Regions from separate parts of the Mus musculus genome. Here region 2 is linked to region 1. A link is a contact called in public promoter capture Hi-C data. All regions are on one chromosome and are shown on one strand. The core of a region is the stretch at or near the end of the contact, and the rest is flanking DNA. Distances in the headings are between cores, read along the strand shown.

Evidence for each region. Capture Hi-C pulls out chosen DNA fragments and counts their contacts.
Region 2: a promoter capture Hi-C map of adipose tissue shows a contact between it and region 1, with 2.3 times the contacts expected there. The contact joins the promoter of Bhmg1 here to the promoter of Slc8a2 in region 1. A contact is called at or near these places in 2 of 39 promoter capture datasets (embryonic stem cells and hippocampal neurons), 1 of 115 datasets of contacts at active chromatin or transcription factors (astrocytes) and 3 of 9 other capture datasets (adipose tissue, liver and pancreatic islet).

What each region holds. Positions count from the first base shown.
Region 1 is chr7:16,127,065-16,131,846 of GRCm38.p6, forward strand. Slc8a2 (solute carrier family 8 (sodium/calcium exchanger), member 2) reads left to right here and starts at 2,762. Exons shown (of 10, transcript NM_148946.3): 1 at 2,762-3,357. It overlaps Kptn (kaptin), which reads left to right. Exons shown (of 12, transcript NM_133727.2): 12 at 54-452. The coding sequence ends at 179.
Region 2 is chr7:19,116,643-19,121,664 of GRCm38.p6, forward strand. It overlaps Bhmg1 (basic helix-loop-helix and HMG-box containing 1), which reads right to left and starts at 1,702. Exons shown (of 13, transcript NM_001370811.1): 1 at 1,536-1,702. Fbxo46 (F-box protein 46) reads left to right here and starts at 3,217. Exons shown (of 2, transcript NM_175530.3): 1 at 3,217-3,294.

The DNA.
Region 1 (4,782 bases), core at 1,512-4,011:
CTGACATGTGTCCCTCTCCTGTCACAGCTTACCGTCCTCTCTTGTCCCCACAGCACAGCCTGATCCAGGCCTCTGAACTGGTCTTGACACGGCTTCGTCATCAAGTGGAGCAGAGGAAACATCAGCAGGGCCTTGGGGACAGAGTTGGGCCCAGGCCTGTGGAACACCCAGCCTCCTGAGCACTCCATCTTCTCAGGTGTGGGCACCTCGTATCTATCATTGTTGATGGGGAGCGAAGCATCTTAGAAGAGGAGTGTGCCCCTTGGACTCCCTCAGAAGGGGAATTCTAAGAGTCCCTGACCCACCCTGGTGTGCTGTGTGACCCTAGCTGATAACTCCTGTCTGAGCCATTTGAAAAGGGATGTTCTCAGCCAACCTCTGCTCCCATCAGGTGTTGGTCCCTGAGGACCATTTACACATTCAGAGCAACAAAGCTGTCCTGGCTGTCTTAATTTCCTTTGTCTGGCAAGCATCTATCAAGTACTTACTGTGTGCCAGGTTCTACAATGTTTAATTCACTCTCAAAGAACTGAGGAGGAGGAGGACTTCGCAGAGATTCCTAGGTTAGACCCAGAGAAAAGAAAGAAAGTTACAGTGTGTGGAGGGTGCATTTTTGAAAACTATGGAGCCATTCTCTGCTCTGGTGAGCTAAACTCAGGAAGTAGAGTCCCAGACAAATGCCACTGAGGTTCATTGTCTCAACCTAGGATGAATAAGGCCACAGACAAGGAGTCAGCACTGAGGGGCAAGTGAGAACTCACCAGGGGCTTCAGGCTCTGTCGGGTCCCCTGGGAGACCCATGGAGACTAGGGAATCTTTGGGGATTTTCAGCATCTCCAGTGAACCCAGTAAGGCCTCTGCAGACCCCCTCAGCCCCAGAGAAGAAGTGATCCTGTTACTGGTCCATTTAGGAGGGGGCTGGTCTTGAAAGAAAAGGGATTAGACTGGTCATGGACCAAGGCTAACAAAGTAAGTGAGCATAGATTCTGGTGTGGAGTGTCAAAGCTAGACCAAGGCAGACAGGCCCAAGGAGATACTGTGCTCAAGTAGGTATTGGGGCTCAGCTAAACAGCCCAAAAGGATCGGAGAGACAAGAGTAGTCACCACCCCCATGGTTCCATCAGAGTCTCTAACCCAAGGCCCAGAGGAATTTAGCCCAGAGAAAATGTTGCTTCCCCAACCCCTAACCAGGAATAGAATTGGGGTCTGTAGGGTTGGTAAAATATTAGAGAGGGACTCCAGGCTGGGGGTGGGGCCTGGACGCTTCCTTGGAGGAATATGTGTTTGTGGGGTTGGGTAGGTAGCTGTCACTCCTGCTAGGGAAGTCCACCTGTAAATCTGACCACCCTCCTGCACTGCAAAGGACATCAGATGCCAAGATCCTGACTTCCCAGGCTCCAACTTCCAAAAGCCAGGCCGAAGCGTGGGAAGCTTCAGGGAGTTGGAATTTCCCTCTCCTGGCAGCAGGCCCAAGAGTGTCCCTCCAGAGCTGGCAGCGGGCACGCTGCTGGCAAAGCCAGCCTTCTCTTCCTGTTGTACCATTTTGTGCTCAGCACCTGTCACCTGTCCTCTAGAAAGAGGGAGCCTGGAGTGGCGTTTGTCCTGAGGGTAGTGATGGGAAGGCGAGTGATGCACACATCCTGAGGTGTGTGCATGTGTGCACTTGCAGGCATGAGTGCTTGCACCTGTGCACCTAGTTGTAGTCAACCACCTGAAGGCTTCAGAATCCTAGGACGTTTGGCTTAGGACTTGGCAGTTGGGGGGAAGTTAAGAAGGGGTCTTATGTAGCTAAAGCTGGCCTCTAGCCAAGGGTAACCTTCAACTCCTGATTCACCTCCACTTCTTGATTGCTGGGATTGCAGGCATGCACCACCATGCATAGTGTATACTGTACTGAGGGCAGAGCCCAGGCTTAGTGCATGTTTGGCAAACATGCTACCAACTGGTCCACATCATCAGCCCCCTCCCCCAAAACTGTTTTGATCTAGGTCTTGCTATGGGGATGGCTTGGAACTCAGCCATCCTCCTGTCTCAGCCCCCTGAGTATGGGGATCAAACAGATGTGTGCCGCCACACTGGGTGATCTTGATCCTTCCTTGCCTTGCGAGCCAAGAGGCAGTACAGCATGCGGTAAAGATACAGAACCTGAAGCCACAGTTGCTGCCTCAGTTTCCCCCTCGTAATGTCAAAATGGAGCTAACAACATCTACCTCTGGGGATTGGGAGTGAGACCGTGTTTTGGCGTGGCAGGGGCAGAGGGAATGGTTCTTGTCGTACCTGGGCACTCTGGTAGCAGTTCCCTGTCTTCTGTAAGGTGCTCTGAGCAGGCTGAGCCTGTGAACTTGGAAAGATCTGCCTCCCGACATTCCTTCCCCCACTTCCCCCAGGTCTGCCAGCCTGTGGCTATTTGTAGCAATGACTACATCTCTGGGCCCTTGTATGGAGGGGTTGCTATGCGTGTGTGATCAAAGAGAGGGACTGGGATACCACAGCACAGACTGGTGTACGAACTTGCGCCCTCCATCGCTGTCCTCGGATTCTAGTGCTGAACCCCAAGATTGGGCAACCTGCAGCCCCAGCCCTGCCAAGCCCCTCTACCACCCACTAGCTTCCTTGGCTACGCCCCTTTCCGGGCTCCTCCCTCCTGCCCCTTTGCAGGGCATAGTCTCTGTTCTGTAGCCCCGCCCCTGGTCACGCCTCCTCATATTGGCTCCTCCCTCGGCGGTTCTCTAGTCTGAGCTCCCAGGCCTCACTCCCTCCCATAAACCCTACCCTCTCCTGGCTCCTCTTTTCCTCCAGCGACTATATCCCTCCTCCTGGTGGTCCTTTCCCCAGCTCCCCTGTGCCCACTCTCTCTCCTCCTTCAACTCCTCCCTCTTCCAGGCTGTCCCTGTCCTCCAACCCACAACTACCCTGTTCCCACACACCACCCTGCCTAAATTTCCTCTCTCCCACCTCCTGGTGGTCCTTTCCCCAGCTCACTTGTCCCACCCCCTCCCGTCAGCGGCAACTCCCTCCTTCAGCCTAGACTCTCTTAACGGCTGATTCCCCCGCCCCAGTTCCTCTGTCCCCGCCCCCTTCCCCCGGCCTCCTCCCAAGCTGTATTCCCCTACCTCTCCAGTCTAGCCCCCTCTCCGGGGCTGCTCTCTCAACTCCCCCCTTTTCTCTGTCCCCGCCCCCTCCCCTGGGCTCCGCCCTCCTCCCGGCCCCTTCCCGGTTCCCCTCCTCGCATCCCCTCTCCTCCCTCCTCCCTGCTCTCCCTCAGTCCCCGGCTCCTCTCCCTCTTTCTCCCTTTTCTCCTCGGGCGGAGGCGCCCACCGCGGGGGCCCAGCGGGGACCGGCCCGGCCGCAAGGCAGGTAAGAGCCCGGCGTGGCCGTCCGGAGCCTCTGGGGTTGCGGGAATCCAGGCTGCGCCGCATCGTCAAGTGCGGGGGCTTTCTGAGCCCTGGCTCTGAGTCCTGGCTGCTCCGCTTTCAGCGTGCGCCATGTGTATGGTGTATGTCTGTCTGTCCGTCTCTGGGCACCTGGGTCTGTCTCTCCCCTCCCTCTTCTCCCTCTGCCTGCAGCCAACTCACACCCACACACCTCTGTCTCCGCCCCTGATGCACGGGGAACCTGGAGGAGGCAGATTCCCCGCAGTGTGGACTCCCCCGAGGGCCTGAAGTGCCCCCAACTCCTCCTCACCCCATTTTAGCCCAGGTCTCTCCATCCTCTCAACCTTGACTTTCTGAGACTGGTCCTGCCTACAGCCTAACCAGTGTAATAACATTTGACCAGTCCTTCCAAAGTCTAACTCCCATATCTCTCACTGTCCATTCATTCTTTGGACAACTCTGAGGCACTGTGCTACTCCTGGGCACTGTTCTAAGATCAGGCTAGACAGGTCCTTCTCACAGTCTCACTTCCTCCAGCCTCACACCTTCACAGCGAGGTTGGGTGGGAAAGCAGAAACCTTCTGGGGACTCTACAAAGGGGCTCAGCCTGACGTTTTCCTTCCCTCGGGAAGGGCTCCAGAGAAGGTAGGCGAGGTGCTAACCAACACCTGGGCCAGAGCTGGGGTGAGCTTTCTGCCTACAAGATACCCGCCCTGCGTGGAAGGCGCGTGGGGATTCCAGATGGCTTAAAAGATCACTGGGTTAGGAGCTCCACGCCTTAATGCCACATTTGTGTTCTGCCTCTGACTTGACCAAGTCCTTTCTCTCCCTACTGGTCTCAGTTTAGTCTGCAATCTGCAACTGTGTGTGTGGTGGGGCCCTGTGTGGTTGATGGAAAGAGTAGTGTGTGTGTGTGTGTGTGTGTGTGTGTGTGTGTGTGTGTGTGTGTATGTGTGTTCTGAATTCTGTATTCCCACTCTGCTTTGGATCGCCCCCACCCCCAGCAGTCAGTATACGCGCCAGGTCCTCACCCTCTATGGCTGCCTTGAGGAGTTCCACCTGACTTTCCAGAATCCCCCAGAGACAGGCCAGGCAGAACAGGACACTCACCACTATCCCAGCTGGCCAGCAGCCTATGAGGTTGGTGGAGAGACGGCCTTGAAGATGCAACACTGAGAGGGTGCTACCATCTGCCCTGCCGGCCCTCCCTGGACTCAACCTGATCCTTTCGACATTGAGTCTACACCCAGATTAGCTTTCAAGACTCAGAGGAGAAAGCCTGGAGCAGTAACTGTGGCCGCCCCAGCCACAGACAGACAATGCTCAGGCCTCTTGTCCAAGTGTTTCACAAATATTTATCTAGTGCTTTCTCTCCTGAGTCCCTCTTCCAAGACTAGGAGATGGGGGG
Region 2 (5,022 bases), core at 452-2,951, 3.0 Mb after region 1:
AGAGTAAAACCCTGTCTCATTTAAAAAAAAAAAAAAAAATCAGACAAAAGCAAACAAAATCCTATGCCACCACTAAACAAACTAACAGATAAATAAAAAGTCCTGGATGAAACAAAACAAAACAAAACAACCAAACAAAAAAGCTGGGCATGGTGGCATATGCCTTTAATCCCAGCACTCGAGAGGCAGAGGCAGGCAGATTTCTGAGTTCGAGGCCAGCCTGGTCTACAAAGTGAGTTCCAGGACAGCCAGGGCTATACAGAGAAACTTTGTCTCAAAAAACAAAAACAAAAACAAACCAAAAGTCATGGATGTGCAAAATGTTGACTATTGAACCTCAAATAGGATTACACTCCTAATATCAAGATCACAAACCACTAACTGCCCCCCAACCCCCACACAGTCTCACCTTATACCAGCTCAGGTTTATGTAGTCAGGCTGGACTCCAAATCATAAAAGGTTATATGTGTGAATTACCACAGCCAGCTCAGACCACAAGCCTTAACACTGAAAACCCCAAATCCTAGAGGAAGGATATCCAGGGTATAAAAAAAAAAGAAAAAAGAAAAACCCTCACCACCCCAAATGTAGTGGGAATACCCAAGGGGTGCTTCCCCTTCTCAGAAGAGAAGGAGAGGGGCACTGGGGGAGGACCTACCAGAGGGGTAGGAGGGACTGAGAGGAGAGGAGGGCTGATATTGGGATGTAAAGTGAAAAAAAAATTTTAAAAAGATTTATTTATTTATTATATGTAAGTACACTGTAGCTGTCTTCAGGCACCCCAGAAGAGGACACCAGATCTCACTACAAATGGTTGTGAGCCACCATGTGGTTGCTGGGATTTGAACTCAGGACCTTCATTAGAGCAGTGAATGCTCTTAACCACTGAGCCATCTCTCCAGCCTCGAAAAAATAATTTTTAAAAATGTGTTTCATGTCCTACAATAAATATCTCTAAACTCTAAAACTGTCCCTTCAGATCCTCACATTGTGATTTCCTTCTTAGAAAACTTAGACCTCACGCATGCATCCCACTGAGACCTGGAACCCTAAATTGACACCTATACGCAATGAGTAGCACGACGACTCCAGGCTTTAAAATTAATTCTCAAAGACCCAAGCCGTGCCCACTCCAGAGCCTATTTTCCTGCTTTGATGGTCTCCACTGATACTGAAAAGCCCCAACCCTGTCAAATTAGACCTCTGACCCTCCGAACGTAACCCCTGGAACCCCAAACTAAGATTTCCAGATCTCCCGTCTTCAGCTTCCAAAAGCCGAGCCTCGAACAGGAGACCCCATGTCTCAAACGCCACTAATAACTTTCCAGAAACCCAGCCTGGATTCCCTCAAACACAAAGTCTACCCTCAAACCGGTCTCGAGCTCTGGGGTCCCTCTCCATCCGACCTAGAGCTCCCTAGGGGGTCACGGCCGCAGGGTGTGACTCTGACGACTCCTCACCATCTCCCCGCTACCTCAAGCCAGCTAGAGCCAGGGCGTCTGCCGCCCCACACCCGTTGGTCACCAGCACTCACCTCAAGATTTGCAATATGGCGTTAAGCCTCGACTTCTGCTTTGGCACTGGGCTCACGCTTCGACAGTCTGAAGGCTCCGGCAGCGGCTCGCGCGGCTCCCGCGGCTCGCGGGGTCCCAGGGATGCAGACCGCGTGCCTCCCGACGCGCAGACCGAGCGAAGAATGGCAGGGCGCGAGGCTGTGGCGCGAAGGCACCAGAGCGCCTGAGGCGAGGCCACGCCCCCTCCACGTTCCCGCCACGCGGTGCCAGGCACGAGCAGAGGAGCGTTGGAAAAGGGCAGTGCGGCGAGTGCGCACGCGCACCCGGGGCAGGGCACGGGCCACAGCTCCGACACGTGCTCCCGCTCCCGCGCTCGCAGCATCAGCCAATCAGCTCTTGCTCCATTACCCGCCCTTTCCTCAGGCCACGCCCTCTGTTTTGCCCCGCCCCCTGACCTATTTACCTCAGACCCCAGCAGGATTTGCCAGGTGTCCGCAAGCGCGAGGTGTCTGTACTCCCCCTGCTGGCCCTCCTGTGTCCCCATCCGACCCTTTCGCTTTAGGGCGCATCTGCTTAAAGACCACTGTGTGTCAAGTACCTTGTTCAGGCGGCTAACTTCGCCACCTTTCCCTGAAACGAGGCTTTGTAGACCCCATGGAAATGCCAGTTCCTGTAGCTGCAAACAAAGTAACCTTTAGTGTCTGAGTGTGGATCCAGTCTTGCTATATAGCCCAGGCTTGCCTACTACTTGTAACCGTTTTGTCTCAGGTCTGTCTGGAACGCAAGGAATGCACTACCTTGTAACTCAGGTTACAAACTACACAATTTATTTTTAAAAAGCATTTTAGTTTTAACTAGGTATACATGTTGGGGGGGTGGGGGGGAGGAATACTGCACGCAGGTGTCCCCAGATGCCAGAGGCATCAGATGCCCCTAGAGCTGGAGTTTTAGACAGGGGCTTCTAGGGGCATCTTCAGGGGCAAATGCAAATTCTCTGCAAGAGCGATGTCTTCCTAACCTCTGAGTAGTCTTTCCAGCTTCATCTTTATTTTTTGACACAGCGTCTCATACCCTTGACCAGGCTAGTCTCAAACTCACAGAGGTACACTAACCTCGGCGTCCAAAATGGTGCGATTAAAAGTGTGTGCCACCACGGCAGATTCAAACCGTACATTTTGGAAATGCTGCCAAGATTCCTGCCCTTCTGGAGGCTCTGTTCTACCTGTGATGTGAACATAGTGCCTGGGCTTTTCCTCACTTCGATATCTTGTTTTCTTTATTTGCCAATTAGGAGGTGGTGGTAGGCAAGTGTGGGGAGTGAGATGAAGGTGAGAAATGGGAGAGAAAGTTTGGGAAAACTCATATATTATTAATTATTTGTCAACTAACATGATAAATCAATAAAGTTGTTCTTCCTAAACTCTTCATCCCTCGCTAACGTCCCTTTGAAGTAGCCTCGATTCTCTTTTCAAGGGCCTCGGGCCAAAATGGAGGCGGCTGGACTCTATTTCCCAGATACCCTCGCGGGAGAATTTTCTGCGCCTGCGTATTTTAGTGTGCCCTTAGCCTCCTGGTAATTAGAGTTTCTGTCTCTCAGCCCGCCTAGTTTGTTTCCTACTCCACCTCCAAGTTACCGTATTGCATCTTGGGAGCTGTAGTCCATGGCCGCCCGTACTCTAATTCCCAGTGGGCTTCGGGGCCAGAACCCGGAAGGGGAGGCTGGAGAGGAGCGAGTGGGGGAAACCCGCGTAGTCGGGAGAGCTGCAGCGCGGGGAGATGGTGAGAGCCCCAAGCTGGGTCCTGCGGGTGCTTGAGAGTATGAGCGGGGTGTTCAGGACTTGGGTTCGAGAGGAAGCAAACTGAGGCTAAAGAAAGGGCTGGGTGTGGGGAGATCACTGTGGGTGGGGATTGAGAGGAACGGGAGCCCGAGGAAGTAGAAGAATGGGGGCTAGGGAGGGGTCTTGGAGGTGGAGAGAGTCGAGCTTTGGAATCAGCTATCAAGGGGATTGGGAGCTGGAGGAGTGAGGCGCGGAGTTGGAGTCCTGGCTGAATAGATCAGAGACCCTGAGTGGGTAATTTCGAGGGAGGTTAGTTAGCCTGGTTATATGGAAAGGCATAGGAGTCCGGGATAAATGAGTGAAGGGAGAGGCTAACCACGGATGCATTGGGTTGGGTTGCGGGATTGCGAGGTGGGGCGGCAAGGCCAGTTGAAGAGATGGGAGGTAGAAGTCATCGATGGTCCAGGTTAGCTTCTAGGACCAGGAGGCGTTGTAGGGTGCGTGAGTTAGGAGCGTGGCTGTCAATATCGTGTCTTAATCTAACCAAAAACTACCAATAAACTGGACAGCCACAGAACTCTGGGTTGATATGACCAGATGGGGTCCATAGAGACAACCTTTAGCACCCTTCTAGCCCCGGTCGTATCTAGATATAGTGGTTTGTGTGGGCAGTCCAGCTTTCAGGTTCCTTATTCTCTTTTGTGACCTGCACAGGTCTCTCTGTAACCCTCTTGTGACCTTATATGTATGGTGAGAACAAGCAGGCCATTCTGAAGATAGCTAAAGGGAGGTTCCATAAAAATTGATATTTTTGTTAGGAAAGTTAAGTCCCAGCGTCAAAGCTGTTGGTGGAAAGCTCCCGTCCCAGGAATGTTGACTGGATTCAAGTTGTTAAAAGATTTCCTATTCTTCAGTCCAGCCCCCCAGACATTTTCTCAAAACCTGACAATAGCCTATGTACACCACAGTTTATGCAGGGGACACCCCCGTCCCCAGCCCTACCCCTTTATTGCTAGCATCTTTTTCTAAGAAATGCCCAGGTTCGGTTTCAGCTGTGTGTGTATTAACTCACTGGATTCAGGCGGTGCCTTAAGTGTAGATCTTCATTTCACAGGAAGCAAGTAGAGGCACGGAGAGTTTAAGCAATCTTCTCCATGTCAGCCAACATTAAATGGTAAATGTACAATTGCAATTTGGGTCAGAATCTGCTTTGGTGGAGACACCCGGCCAGAACAACTGTCAGATAGGATTTAAGTCTTTTCTGTGACCTGAGCTTGGAAATCTGTCCAGCTATTAAATGAGATCCATAACCTTGGTAGGCTAGAGAGTTTAGGGAGATAATGTTTGGAAAGTGCTTAGACTAAGTGCATATAGTACACATGTGTTGTCTTGGGACTTGCTGTGTAGCTCAGGCTGGCCTCTTAACTCTTGAACTTCCCGCCTCAGGAGCCAGAGTGCTGAGGTTTATCACTACTGGTGCCCAGATATTATTTGTTGTTGTTTTGAGACAGGGACTCAACTAAAAACTGTGTAGCTGAGGGTGGCCTTGAACTTCTGATCCTCCTGTCTCCATATCCTGATTTCAGGGATTATAGATGTGCACTACCATGCCTGGTTTATGCTGTACTGGGGATCAAACTCGGGGTGTTGTGCATGCTAGGCAAGCGATCTACCAGCTAAACTACATCACTGGGTCATGTTTTTGTTTCTGAAGTGAATGGGCAAAACC